2 separate regions of the Muntiacus reevesi genome follow, and region 2 is linked to region 1. The links are chromatin contacts, called in public Hi-C maps. All regions are on one chromosome and are shown on one strand. The core of a region is the stretch at or near the end of the contact, and the rest is flanking DNA. Distances in the headings are between cores, read along the strand shown. Region 1 holds the start of IGSF9 (immunoglobulin superfamily member 9). Region 2 holds the start of FCRL6 (Fc receptor like 6).

Region 1 (6,082 bases), core at 3,306-5,805:
TGGTGAAGGAGCAAGTTAGGGTCAGGTTCCTTTACTTACCAGAAAACTGACAAGATGCATCTGAATCAGAGCAAAATGGTGATAATAATAAAATACAAAATTAGCATCCCCCCCAAAAGAGAAAAGACTATCTTAAACTTTAAAAAATTGAAAACCATTTCAAATCCCAATTTTACAAAAAGTTATTTTAATGTCCAAACAAAATTAACTTATCCTCAAGAAAATACTGGAGACAGTGGAATTGAAACCTTTGAACCAGAGATGGAGCCCACTCTAACGCAGGGGAAGGAGATCTTTTGTATTAGTTGGTGAGGGCCCAAGATATAACAAAGGTCACACTCCTCCACCATCTTCCCTAAGCATTCTACTGGCCTTGCTTTCCTGTTGCATTCACTAACATGTTTTCATCAGAGTCTCAGCACTGCTCATTGTAGCATTTGAAGCTGCCACTTTGACTTTGCTGGAGGGATAGTGAGAGAAATCATTCCATTGCTCTTGCCTGCTCCCCTCCTTCACTCCCTTCCCACATTTTCATCTCAGGTGGCGAAAAGCACCTAGAACTTTACACCTGTAGAACTTTCCAGCAGTCAAGTCCCTGAAGATGGAATGAATTACTACAAGGCGTGGTAAGCTTCTTGGCCCAGAATGTAGTCAGAAAGGGAGGATGTGGAAGGGATACTAGTGTGAGCTGTGGTCAGACCCATCCTATTGGGTCTTCTTGGTGCCGAGGGTACGACTGGGAATCAAATGCCTGGTGCACTCTATGAGAGGCAGGAGTTCAGACTGGGGTGAGATTAGCATGCTGCTTTTAGGGAAGGCTGCCAGGGGAGCACCAGGACAGGCTTTTGCTGTTTAGTTGCTCAGTTGTGTCCGACTCTTTGCAACCCCATGGACTGCAGCACACCACGCTTCCCTGTCCTTCACCATCTCCCAGAGTTTGCTCAAATTCACGCCCATTGGGACAGTGACTCCATCCAGCCATCTCGTCCTCTGTTACCCCCTTCTCCTCCTGCCTTCAATCTTTCCCAGCATCAGGGTCTTTTCCAGTGAATCAGCTCTTCATATCAGGTGGAGCTTCAGCTTCAGCATCAGTCGTTCCAATGAATAGTCAGGACTGATTTCCTTTACGATTGACTGGTTTGATCTCTTTGCAGTCCAAGGGACTCTCAAGAGTCTTCTCCAATACAGCAGTTAGAAAGCGTCAATTCTTTGGCGCTCAACCTTCTTTACGGTCCAACTCTTACATCCGTAGATGACTACTGGAAAAACCATAACTTGGACTATCCAGACCTTTGTCGGCAAAGTGATGTCTCTGCTTTCACGCTGTCTAGGTTGGTCATAGCTTTTCTTCCAAGGAGCAAGCATCTTTAAATTTCAGATTTCTGGTAGGGAAGGAGTCATGACCCTGCATCCCCAAGACTGCACCAAGTTGAGGAAGCAGAGAAGGCTGCAGGGCTGACATGCAAGATGTGTTTCTGCCTGAGTTTGAAGTCCCCAAGGTGGGTGGATTTGGTGGAGCCTAGGCTGGGTTTCACTCCAGCTCTGCCCTGTGCTCTTGGGCAGGTTACTGCACCCTGTAGAACCTCAGTTTTCTTATTAGTCACACGGAGTTTTGCCTACTTCACAGAGTTTCCCTACAGGTTATATAGGAGTTCTGAAGCATGTAGTCCAGGATCTGGCTCCCTGCAGGGGCTCAGGAAGTGATCACTGATTTCATTCCTCCTCTCTTTCCCTCTGGACCCGTTTCTCTGGGTGGTTGGTGCTGGAAGCTGACTTGGCAACCTCAGGCTGGGAGCGCTGCCTTCCCCTCTGCACACAGTGGGAGGCGCCTGGGCAAGATTTGGGAGCTCGCCAGTGCAGACAGGTATTTCCAGTCCGGCCAGAGAAGAATATGTGGAGATGGAGGTGGCGGTAGGGATGGGGGAGGAGATCAGAGGGGCGGGGTGGATCCCCTGGGAGGAGGGCGGGGAGTACTGCTCACTGCCTGGTGCTTCTGCCCCTCAGACTCGGGTTTCAACCCTAGCTGCCGCATCTGCGGTTAAGCCCGTTAGGCTAAGGGAGAACATTTAAAGGTGGCCTATACAGGAAGCAGAGTGTGCAAAGAACCAGCTACGGGTCAGCTCCTGAGACCCCTGGAGCCCGGGCCTTGACCCGCTTAGCCTCCCAAGCTTGCAGCGGGAAGCGGCCAACAGATCCGTCTTTCCACGCTTCGTTGTATCGAGCTCCACCAGGGGGCGACCCGGGCCCACGTGCCACCGAGCCCTGCTCTTCCGAAACTACAACTCCCAGGCCGCTCGGGGGTCGCGCCCGCCTCGCCTCGCCTTCTGCTAGCTCCAATTGGCCGCCGCGGGAGGGGGATTGGCGGTCTCCAGGGCGACGGGAGGCGCTCGGGGCATCCGAGGCGGGGAGGCGGGTCCGCCCCCTATTGTGTAGCTGGAAGAGTGAGGCCGAGCGGTGCGGAGCAGGTGAGGGCGGGGGTGTTCTGGGGGCAATGGAATGGGGGTGCCCGCGAGGGGATGAACAGTGCGGGAGTTATGGGGGACAGGAGAAAGCGGGGGAATTGTGGAATTCTTTGGGGAGCAGAACTAGGGGAGTTCTGGGGAGTGAAGTGGAATTCTTGGTGGGTGGATGGGGACTCCGCGGAACTGGGGAGTTCGGAAGTAGTGTATGTGTGTGTGGAGGTGGGGTGGGGGGTTCGTTCTTGGTGGGTTCCAGACGCAAGGAGGAGTTCCAGGGGTCCGGAGACGGCAAGGGAGAAGATAATTGAGGGCGGGGTATCAGAAGTGTATTGTGGGCCGAGGCAGGAGAATTTCAGGGAGGGAAATTCCAGGGAGGAGAGGATGGGAGAAGTGGGTGGGTGGCGATTCTGGGGGAGACCGGGAGTTCCTTGAAGCACCGAGGACCTGGTGCAATTGGAGATCAGCTGCAAAGAATGGGAATTGTGGAGGGGGGAGGGTGGGGAAGGTTGTAAGAAGAGGGGATAACTGGGATGGGAGAATGAGACAGTGCTGAGTGGGGAGATCAGGTGAAGACGTAGTGGCGTCAGAAGAGTTGGAAAGCTCTTAGGAAAAACAGAGGAATTCTGGGCAAACCTGGGTTTGCTAGGGTTTTCAGAACACAGCCAGGAGGGAACTGGGAGTTCTTATGCATTTAGAAAAAGATATGTCTGTGACGTTTGGGAGAACTGGGGGCAGTGGGAAGCCAGGGGGATGCTTGCTGGTGAGTTATTAGGAGTTAGAGGTACAGGGCCACTCAGTAGAGGCAGGGATCAGGTTGGGGGACGTGGGGGAGGTTTTATAGCCAGTCTTGACCTGTGAGGCCAGGAGCGGGGTGGAGGCCCACAGAGCAGAGTCCACTTGGGTCCACCAGGTCCAAGGCAGCACCACCCCACTGTGACTTCCCTAGATGCTCAGGCCCTGGGGCTGTCAGGACCTCCTCCCCTCCAGGCTCCAAGGCTCACTTCGTACACCCTAGGGACTCGGGCTTTTTTAGCTTCACATGGGCCATGCTTCTGGGGTTGGGGAAGGGAAAGCCTGGCAAACCTTGGACCCCGAGGATGCCGAAGGGAGAGAAAATGGGAGGAACTTGGGTCATGGTGTCTGGCAAGACGGAGGGCTGCCTTGGCAGCATCAGGAAGAGGAAGTGGCACCAGGCGCCAGCCCACAAGCCCCGGGACCTGCCCAGACCTGGAGAATGCTGCCTGGGCCCCTCATACCAGCAGAGGGAGAGGGAGCTCCTCTCTCAAGTGTCTGACGCATTCATGGCTAAAGCAGTATTGGGAAGGTTGAGTGGAGAAAGAGGTACAGGATTCCCAGCTCGCAGGGTTCACAGAGGCTGCAGAAATGAGGCAAGGATCTGTGTGGGCACTTCTGGGGGTTTTCAACCCAGCTTTGCATTTGACTGATTGTGTGCACCTGAGCAGGGTTCTCTGAGATCCTCAGTGTCCTTCTATGTCACCGTGGGGTGGAGGCCATAATACTGGTTCTACCTTGCTCTCTTCTGCCTTGTTATTGGCATCAGGACTAAGGAAAGAAGACAGAGAGGAGGCTGTGCCATGGGGCTCTGTGTCTCCCATACTTAACTGACAAGTCCTTTTCCAAGTACAGAGGAACCCCAGTTCCCTCGTGGCGCACATTTCCAAGAGCCTGAGTAAACAGGGTATCCCCAGAATTCCTCTGCTTTTCCTAAGATCTTTCCAGTCCTCTGCTTCCCATAGGTCCTTACCTGTCTGGTCTCCCCATGCCAGCACTCCCTCACCCTTCCTCCACTCATCTGCACTCCTCTTCCCTTTCTCTGCCTTTGCTTACCTCTGGCTTTTCTCTAACTCTGGGAGGGGGGAACGGTTCTTCTGCTTTCCAACATTGGCCCGCTTTGCATGTTGCGTTGCATTTTGCATCTAGATCTGGTGGTGCTACCGAGAACGGCTTCCTCAGGTGTGACGTGAGCCAAGCCCTAACTGTCCAGAAGAGTGAGCGCTGATCCCTGTGACCTGATCAGAAGGACTGAGGGGCTTGCTGGGCTCTGCACGTCCCCGGGCCCCTCCATCTGGGCCCCTGTGGAGAGGAGGGGCCGGGCAAGCAGGCAGCTGGGCTATGGTTTGGTGCCTCGGTCTGGCCATCCTCAGCCTGATCATCAGCCAGGGGGCTGAAGGTGAGCCGGACTCCCTGGGCTCCAGAACCCCCTGTTGGCCTCGGGGTAGGGGGGTTCCCCTGGGGTTCTCTGTGAGGTCAGAGGAGGGGAGGAGCAGCTCGGGTTCTGCCAACATCAAAGATTCCCTCAACCCCTTCACTGAGGCCTGGGGAGCCCACCGAGATAGAGAGGGTGTCTCCCCTCCCAGTCCTGATTCTGGGTACCTGCTGCGTCCTCATGCCCCCCCATCTGCCCACCCTGCAGGTCGAGGGAAGCCTGAGGTGGTGTCAGTGGTGGGCCGGGCCGGGGAGAGCGCGGTGCTGGGCTGTGACCTGCTGCCCCCGGCTGGCCGGCCCCCTCTGCATGTCATCGAGTGGCTGCGCTTTGGATTCCTGCTTCCCATCTTCATCCAGTTTGGCCTCTACTCCCCCCGCATCGACCCTGATTACGTGGGTAAGACTTGTCCTCCGCTGAGAGGTCGGGAGGTGTCTCCAACAAAGGTGGGCTGGGTAGAGTGGGAACAAGGCCTCTTCTTAACAGCTCTGTCCCTGCCCCAACCTTATCTCCAGTTTCCCTGGCTGAATGCTCCATAACAAGCATGGCTCTGCTCCCAAGCAATGTTCATTCACTGAAGGACTCATTCATTTACACACACACACACACACACACACACACAGTCTGTTTAGAACTCCACATGGCCTGTTCCAAAGGAGATCCTGCAGCCCTGTTCCAAGTGTCCATCCTAATTCCCTAATCCCTCTTTCTAGAGCTCATCACGAGCCTCCCAGGCTCCTCCTGATCCTCCCTGGTCTGCCCCTACTTGGCCCTCTCCTGGCCCCTGGCTCTGCTATCTTCTCACTCCCTTGCCCTCCTCCTCTCCTACTTTCTTAAATGCTGGTTTGGGGGTTCTAGGTTTCTAGGGAGTGGACTGATGGGGCAGCAGGGTCAGGGGGGTCTCCGATCTGTCTGCTTCTCCATTGCGTCTGATTCTGAGTCCAGCAGAGCTCATGCACAGCAGGGCTGGAGGGAACCAGGCTCCCCGAAAGATCAGCAAACAGATGGGGCTGGGCTGGGTCCCTGCTTCAGCTGGCTCCAGCATGGACTTAAAATAGTGTATAGGCCTCCCTGGGGGCCTTCTCCTGCGCCCCAGCTGCTCCCTGAAAAGGCTCAGCTTCCTCCTAATCTCCGGGGAGCCTTAATCTGAGTGGTTTAGGGCGGGTCTCTGAGGGCAGCGTGTGCGAGAACCTGGGCCGGCGAGAGAGTCTGGCTGCCTCCTCATAGGGGAAGCCCAGGAAAGGCCACCTGGGCGGCTGTCGATGGGGGCAGGGGGACCCCCTCCCTCTTCCCTCTTTCTTTTGAATCCTAGGAGAAGCCACAGGATTGGCTGAGCTGTCACCGCGGGGCGGGCTGAGCAGAGAAGGGAGGAGGCTCGGGCAGGTGGTGCAGAGGGAAG
Region 2 (6,581 bases), core at 1,248-3,747, 140 kb after region 1:
TCCAGGCAAGAATACTGAAGTGGGTTGCCATTTCCTTCTCCCAGGGATCTTCCTGACCCAGGGATTGAACTCAGGTCTTCTGCATTGCAGACAGATTCTTTACCATCTGGACCACAAGGGAAGCCCAAAGACATCTTTAGCACACAGCCATGTACCAGCGTGTTCAGTGACAGGGCTTCTAGCCTCTAGAATCTGTGATAGCCAACACTAACAACAGGTACCATTTGTTGTGTGACCATGTCCTGCCAGGCACTTTAAATGAATATAATTTCTAGTTTTACCTGATTAAATTCCAACTACATCCAGACTTGAGGTAGGGAGACAGAACAGAGAAAGCACAGGACTTGACGAAATGGGTTGGGTTTGCATCTCTGTTTCGCTTGTTAGCAGGGTAATTCTGGGCAAGTTTCTTAACATTTTTGAACCTCAGTTTCCGCAACTGCTTCATAGGGATAAAAATTAAGCCCTCCCCTATAACGACTCTGAGGGTTATATGAGATAATGCATGCACTGTACATTCAATGTTTTTTTTTCTCCTCTGTCTCTCTGGCCACATCTGAGAGGAAATAGCACTTGAGAGGAAATAGCAGCTTTACCCTTACGGTAACTTCATTGTGACACTTTCAGCCAGGGGGTCCGAATTGCAGGCTGGCTTTCTGGGGTCCTGAGCATCAGATGTGACTCAGTCCTGCTTGGGTTTCCCATATGCCATCGAATTAGTCAGCCAGTCACTGACTGTCCACCTCTCCTCCTTTGCGTTCCCCCATCCAGATCCTGGGCTACACGCCGGGAAGCTCTTAGGTTTTTATCTAGTCAAGTCCAAGGACTCTATTCCTTTCACAAGGAAGGGACGTGCCCTTAAGAATCTCCCTTCTGGAGTGTATCCAGGCACGAGGCCATCCTGTCTCTGCCCTAATGTGAGCACTGACCTTCTCACTTGTCCAAATGACCATTCATAGAACACAGGGCAACATGGTGATGTTGGGGAAGGAAGAGCCCTGAGTGGAACAAGTATTTTCTTCTCAGAGGCTAAATTTCCACAAACTCGACCCAGGAAGGGGGTGCTTTTAGGAATGCTTTTGCTTTTCAGGGCTTCCCTGATAGCTCAGACAGTAAAGAATCTGCCTGCCATGCAGATTCTGGATTTAATCCCCGGGTGAGGAAGATCCCCTGAAGAAGGGAGTAGTTATTGACTCCAGTATTCTTGCCTGGAGAATTTCATGGACAGAGGAGCCTAGCGGGCTACAGTCCACTGGGTTGCAGAGTCAGACATGACTGACTGACTAACACATTTTGCTTTTCTGGTTCAATGAAAACAAACATCTGGGACCAAGTTTAAAACAAAAAGCAAGTCAACTCAGAAACTGTGAAGTGAAGTGATCTACGTGCCCAGACTCATTTCTTTTGAGTGTAGCATCTGACAATGCCTGAGACTGAGCTGAATCTAGGGGAGCCGAGTAACCCACCCCCACTCCAATCCTCTGTCTGGAGACCAGTCCCTTCTGGCATCAAGGAGAGCACTATGGATTCGGAAGAATGGATTTGAACCTTCATGTAGGTCCCCATGGGCTTCCCAGGTGGCTCAGTGGTAAAGAATCTTCCTGCCAGTGCAGGGATTCAGGAGATGCGGGTTTGATCCCTGGGTCAGGATGATCACCTGGAGAAGGAAATGGCAACCCACTCCAGTATCGTTGCCTTGGAAATCCCACGGACAGAGGAGCCTGGTGGGCTACAGTGCATGGGGTTGCAAAGAGTTGGACACGACTGAGTGACTCAACCACAGCAACAATAATGATAACATGGGTCCCCATGGGCCAGTCAGACCCAAATCAGAACCTCCCCCTGACAGAGAGAGGAAGTAGGTGGAATAGGAATGGTCATTTTGAAGAGGACTTTGGACACTCAGAGCATAAACCTCTTGACTAGGGAAGAAGTCCAGTCATTATTGACTGGTTCTAAGAAAAGGCTGAGGCTTCTTAAAAATACATCTCCTTGTAAAACCCCACGTTTAGCTCCGCTTGCTGAGCAAAATGTGTGGAACTGCCTTTGGTCCACTTCCCTCATCCTTCCTCCACACCCCAGCAGCCCCCTTTCCTTCTGTGATTTTAGTTTCCTTTCAAGATAGACCTGATGGATATTTTAACTTGATTTCACAGGGTGAAAAATGTCATTGGAATTCAGCATGTGATTTTTTTTTTGGCTCCCTAAATTAGCTTTGACACATCAAATGGTTGCCCTTCCAAGGACCCAGGAAAATGGGGTAGGAAACCCTGGGGCTCCCCAGATGGCCTCATCCCCATCACTCTCATCCCCATCACTCTCAAGCATACCCATGTGCACACACTGGTCTCGAGCTCTAGCCATAAACCCACTTGAACTAGGAAAGGTGAAATAAGGAACTCTGCATCTCAGGAACAACACAGTCTTTGGTGCCCAGGAGAGGCCACTGGCGTTGGTGACTTACCAAAGAGCAGAGCAACTGTCCAGAGCAGCATGGGGCCCAGCCTGGCGTGGAAGAGGGTACACGGGGCAGCCCGAAGTCAGGCGCGAGGATGGCAGGGCGAGCATCTAGGTCGCAGGCCCAGGGGTGGGTGGGTGACCCCCTCTGACGTGGGTTGTGTTAGCGCTTGATAATCTAAATACAGGAAGTGGGGAAGAAACTAAAAGCTCATTTTGGTATTTCTTCTTTGCTAGAACGAGCGCAACACAAATGAATTTTCTTGACCATAAAGGATAAGGTAGTCAGATAAGCCACTGGCAAGCACTTTATTGTTTTCTTAATATATATATTTTACTGAAGTGTAGTTGACTTACAATGTTTCAGGTGCATAGCAAAGTGACTCAGTTACACATATATTCTTGAAATTATTTTCCATATAATTCCCTGGGCTGTACTGTAAACCTTTGTTACTTGTTGCATATCTATTTTTTAACTAGAAATCTAGCATTCTATTAATACTAAGTCAAACAAGTGGAATCAAAATGTCATTAGTGTGTTAGTTAGGCAAAAATTCATGTTTTCTAAAATATATATAATACATATTACTTATATACTTATATGTATAGAAAAGCTTTTCTACTACACTTGATAAAGGCTTGAGAAAGAACATAAAAAAGAAAAGAATAGATGGAAAAATTGGAAAACAGAAATTGCTGCCGGTGTCCCACCCCTGTGGTGAAACCCTGCTGACCCCCGCCTCCACAGGAGACCCTCCAACACTAGCAGGTATTTTTGGTTCAGTCTCCCGTGTGGTTACTGCTCCTTTCCTCTGGGTCTTGGCACACACAAAGATTTTGTTTGTGCCTTCCAAGACTGGAGTCTCTGTTTCCCCCGGTCCCGTGGAAGTCCTATAATCAAACTCCTTTGGCTTTCAAGGTCAGATTCCCTGGGGATTCCCAGCCCCTTTGTCAGATTCCCAGGTTGGGAAGCCTGACACGGGCTTCAGAACCTTCACAACAGTGGGAGGACGTCTTTGGTATTATTGTTCTCCAGTTCGTGGGTCACCTACCAGGCTGGTATGGAATTTGAGTTTATTGTGGTTGTGCCCCTCCTACCACCTCGCTGAAGCTCCTTTGTCTTTGGACATGGGATATCTTTTTTTGGTGGGTCCCAGCACCCCTCTGTCCATGGTTGTTCAACAGCTAGTTGTGATTTTGGTGCTCTTGCAGGAGGAGATGAGTGCACGCCCTTCTACTTGCAAGCACTTTGAACACTCTCTTGGTGGTTTGAAAAGGCTCATGCTAGGAACTAGGGTGGGACATGGCTAAGGAAAGACGCAGAGACTGCAGAATTTGCCTGGCCTCAGCATCGCTTAGTCTGGAAGGTAGCATAGCGATGGGAACACTAAGATCCTCCGCACTGCCCCACCTCTGCTCCGAGTGACCTCTAGTTCTCCAAGGTGCCCTCTTCTTCAAGCAGAAATGTGTCTGGCCTCTGCAATAAGGTAGAGAAGTGGGATCCTGAGGATATTCCACAGGGCCATCAGCTCAGCAGAGAATCAGGGATCAATGTGGCTGGGGTAGAATGGGGATGGAGGTTCTGAACCTGAGGCTTTAAGACGGTCAGGTAATTATTTTGAGAAGAACTGTTCATTAAAAGACACCATTAAAAGAGTGAACAAGCCACAGAGTGGCAAGATATTTTAAATAAATATGACTGACAAAGGACTGGTATCCAGAATGCAAGAATTTCTACAATTCAATATGAAAAAGGCAGACCACCCTCTAGAAAAATGGACAATAGTTTGGATACTACTTTACAAAAGCAGATATCCAAGCGTTCAATAAACACAGGATAAGGAACTTGACTTCATAAATCACTGTGAAAATGCAAACCTAAACTGCAATGAGATACCACTACATCCCCCATAAGAATGGCAAAAACTATAGACAACCAAGTGCTGGTGAGGATGTGAAGTAACTAGAACCCATGTACACCTCCAGAGGGAATATAAACTGGTACAGCCACTTTGGAAAACTATGGGGCAGAATCTAATGAAACTGGACATACGGATCCTGACGGCCCAGTGTTTTCACTCCGAGGTATTTGCACACACGTGGGCATCGCAAGACAGGTGCAAAAATGTTCATAGCAGCATCACTTGTAACAGATGAAAACTGGAAACCACTGGTTTCTCAACATAAAAGAAGGCCATCCCCTACCCCCACGTCCTCTGAGAACTGAACACGTGGATTTAAGGTGAAGCACGGAGAGCTGGGTAAAATGCCAGGAAACATTTTCTGACAGTGAGTTGTTCCTGGAAGATTTTAGGTGAGAATTTTCATACAGTCTGAAAAGAATTTGCTGTGCTTACTGCTGAAGGAGCTTCCCAGGTGGCGCTCAGTGGTATAAAACCTGCTTGTGTAATAATGCAATAATGCAGGGTAATGCAGGAGATGTAAGAGATTTGGGTTTGATCCCTGGGTTGGGAAGATTTCCTGGAGGAGGGCATGGCAAACCACTCCAGTATTCTTGCCTGGAGAATCCCAAGGATAGAGGAACCTGGCAGGCTACAGTCCATAGGGTCACAAAGAGTTGGACATGACTGAAGCGACTTAGTACATACGCACTGCTGAAGGTGGGAACAGAAAGGGTGAACTTTCTGTTTTCTGCCCAAGTTCTCTGATTCAGTGGAAATGGGCAACCGATCTGGCACTGCCAGGAAGTTCTTCTGAGTCTCGGTTGATTGGAAGTTAAAAGGAGTGAGGAAGTAAAGTAGGAATTGAATATCTTGTTGGCTCAGCTCAAGATGTTAACATTTATGCATTTTCCTCTCTTCGTTCTCTTTCCAACAGATCTCCCGACTTGAGTCATCTTTAACTTTGTTCAGCTGCAGGTCTAGAGGGTAATGTGACACCTCTGCAGGGCTGCAGCTAAGGTAGGAGACGGGGCAACCACAAATGGTCTAGCTTGCAAGCACTGAAGGTGCTTTGCAGGCAGAACCCATGAAGCCTCAGCCCTTGACTTCTTCTACCTTCACTGGGTTCGGGGGCCTGACTGTGTGAAGCCTCCCCCACTTCTCACTCTACCCTTGCAGAGTGAGGTTTTGTTGCACCTTCAAAGGTGTTAGTGACATTGGCTCTCTGAGCTTAACTGGCTGCACACTGCTTCTTGGGGGTGAAGATCACCAGAGGCAAGTAGGGCTGCTCCTAGGTTAGGAGTCTTCCAGGGCCCAGACTGAATGGAATCAAGATTGGGAAGGGTTGGTGGGGATCAAAACCCATAATACTCTAAGGGAAATGAGGGGCTAAGAGGAGGTGGGAGGATAACAGAGGGGATTCTCAGCCAGCAAGGGCTTGAAGCCCAGGGGTCCTCATTCTCAGGGTCAGCTCACAGGGGAACCGTGGTGATGGACAATGGCTTCTGGGGAATGGGAAGATTCAGCTCCTCTCCAAGGAGGTAAGAGAGGAGAGTGGGGTAGGCAACTGGGGTTAGGGAGAAGCTCTTGGCATGTAGATGCCATAGTGGGCCCCAAAGCCACCCACCCGGGCTTAAATCCTTGCTCTGGATACTAATCTGCTGAGAGCTTGGTGAAGTTTTTAACCTTTCTGCACTGCAGAGTCCTTAACTCTAAAGTGGGATAAATGATTACACCTGCATCATAGGGGTGTTAGGAAGGTTAAATGAGATCACACTGTGAGAAATGCTTAGACAATGCTTCTAACAGCCCTCTCTGCAATGGTGGTGATGTTCTCTGGGCTGTTCAGTTCAGCTGTTACCAGCTACATGTAGCTACTTGTGGTTGGCTAGTGAGACAGGAACTGAAATTTTCATTGTTTTAAACTTCTGTTGTTCTGTTGCTAAGTCTGTCTGACTTTATGCAATGTCCTGGACTGCAGCACGCCAGGCTTCCCTGTCCTTCACTAACTCCCAGAGTTTGCTGGAACTCATGCTCACTGAGTCGCTGATGCCATCCAATCATCTCATCCTCTGTGGCCCCTTTCCCCTCCTGCGTTCAATCTTTCCCAGCTTCAGGATCTTTTCCAATGAGTTGGCATTTTGCATTAGGTAGTCAAAGTATCGGAGCTTCAGCTTCAGCATCAGTCCTGCCAGTGAAGATTGAAGGTTGGTTTCCTTTCAG

What was found. Hi-C and Micro-C count contacts between places; a contact is called where the count stands out from the background.
Region 2: a Hi-C map of blood shows a contact between it and region 1, with 4 times the contacts expected there. The contact joins the promoter of FCRL6 here to the promoter of IGSF9 in region 1. A contact is called at or near these places in 2 of 3 Hi-C or Micro-C datasets (blood and muscle).

What each region holds. Positions count from the first base shown.
Region 1 is chr1:72,715,709-72,721,790 of mMunRee1.1, forward strand. IGSF9 (immunoglobulin superfamily member 9) reads left to right here and starts at 4,556. Exons shown (of 20, transcript XM_065925507.1): 1 at 4,556-4,650; 2 at 4,894-5,082. The coding sequence starts at 4,593.
Region 2 is chr1:72,861,204-72,867,784 of mMunRee1.1, forward strand. It overlaps FCRL6 (Fc receptor like 6), which reads right to left and starts at 2,498. Exons shown (of 10, transcript XM_065941875.1): 1 at 2,465-2,498. The coding sequence starts at 2,495.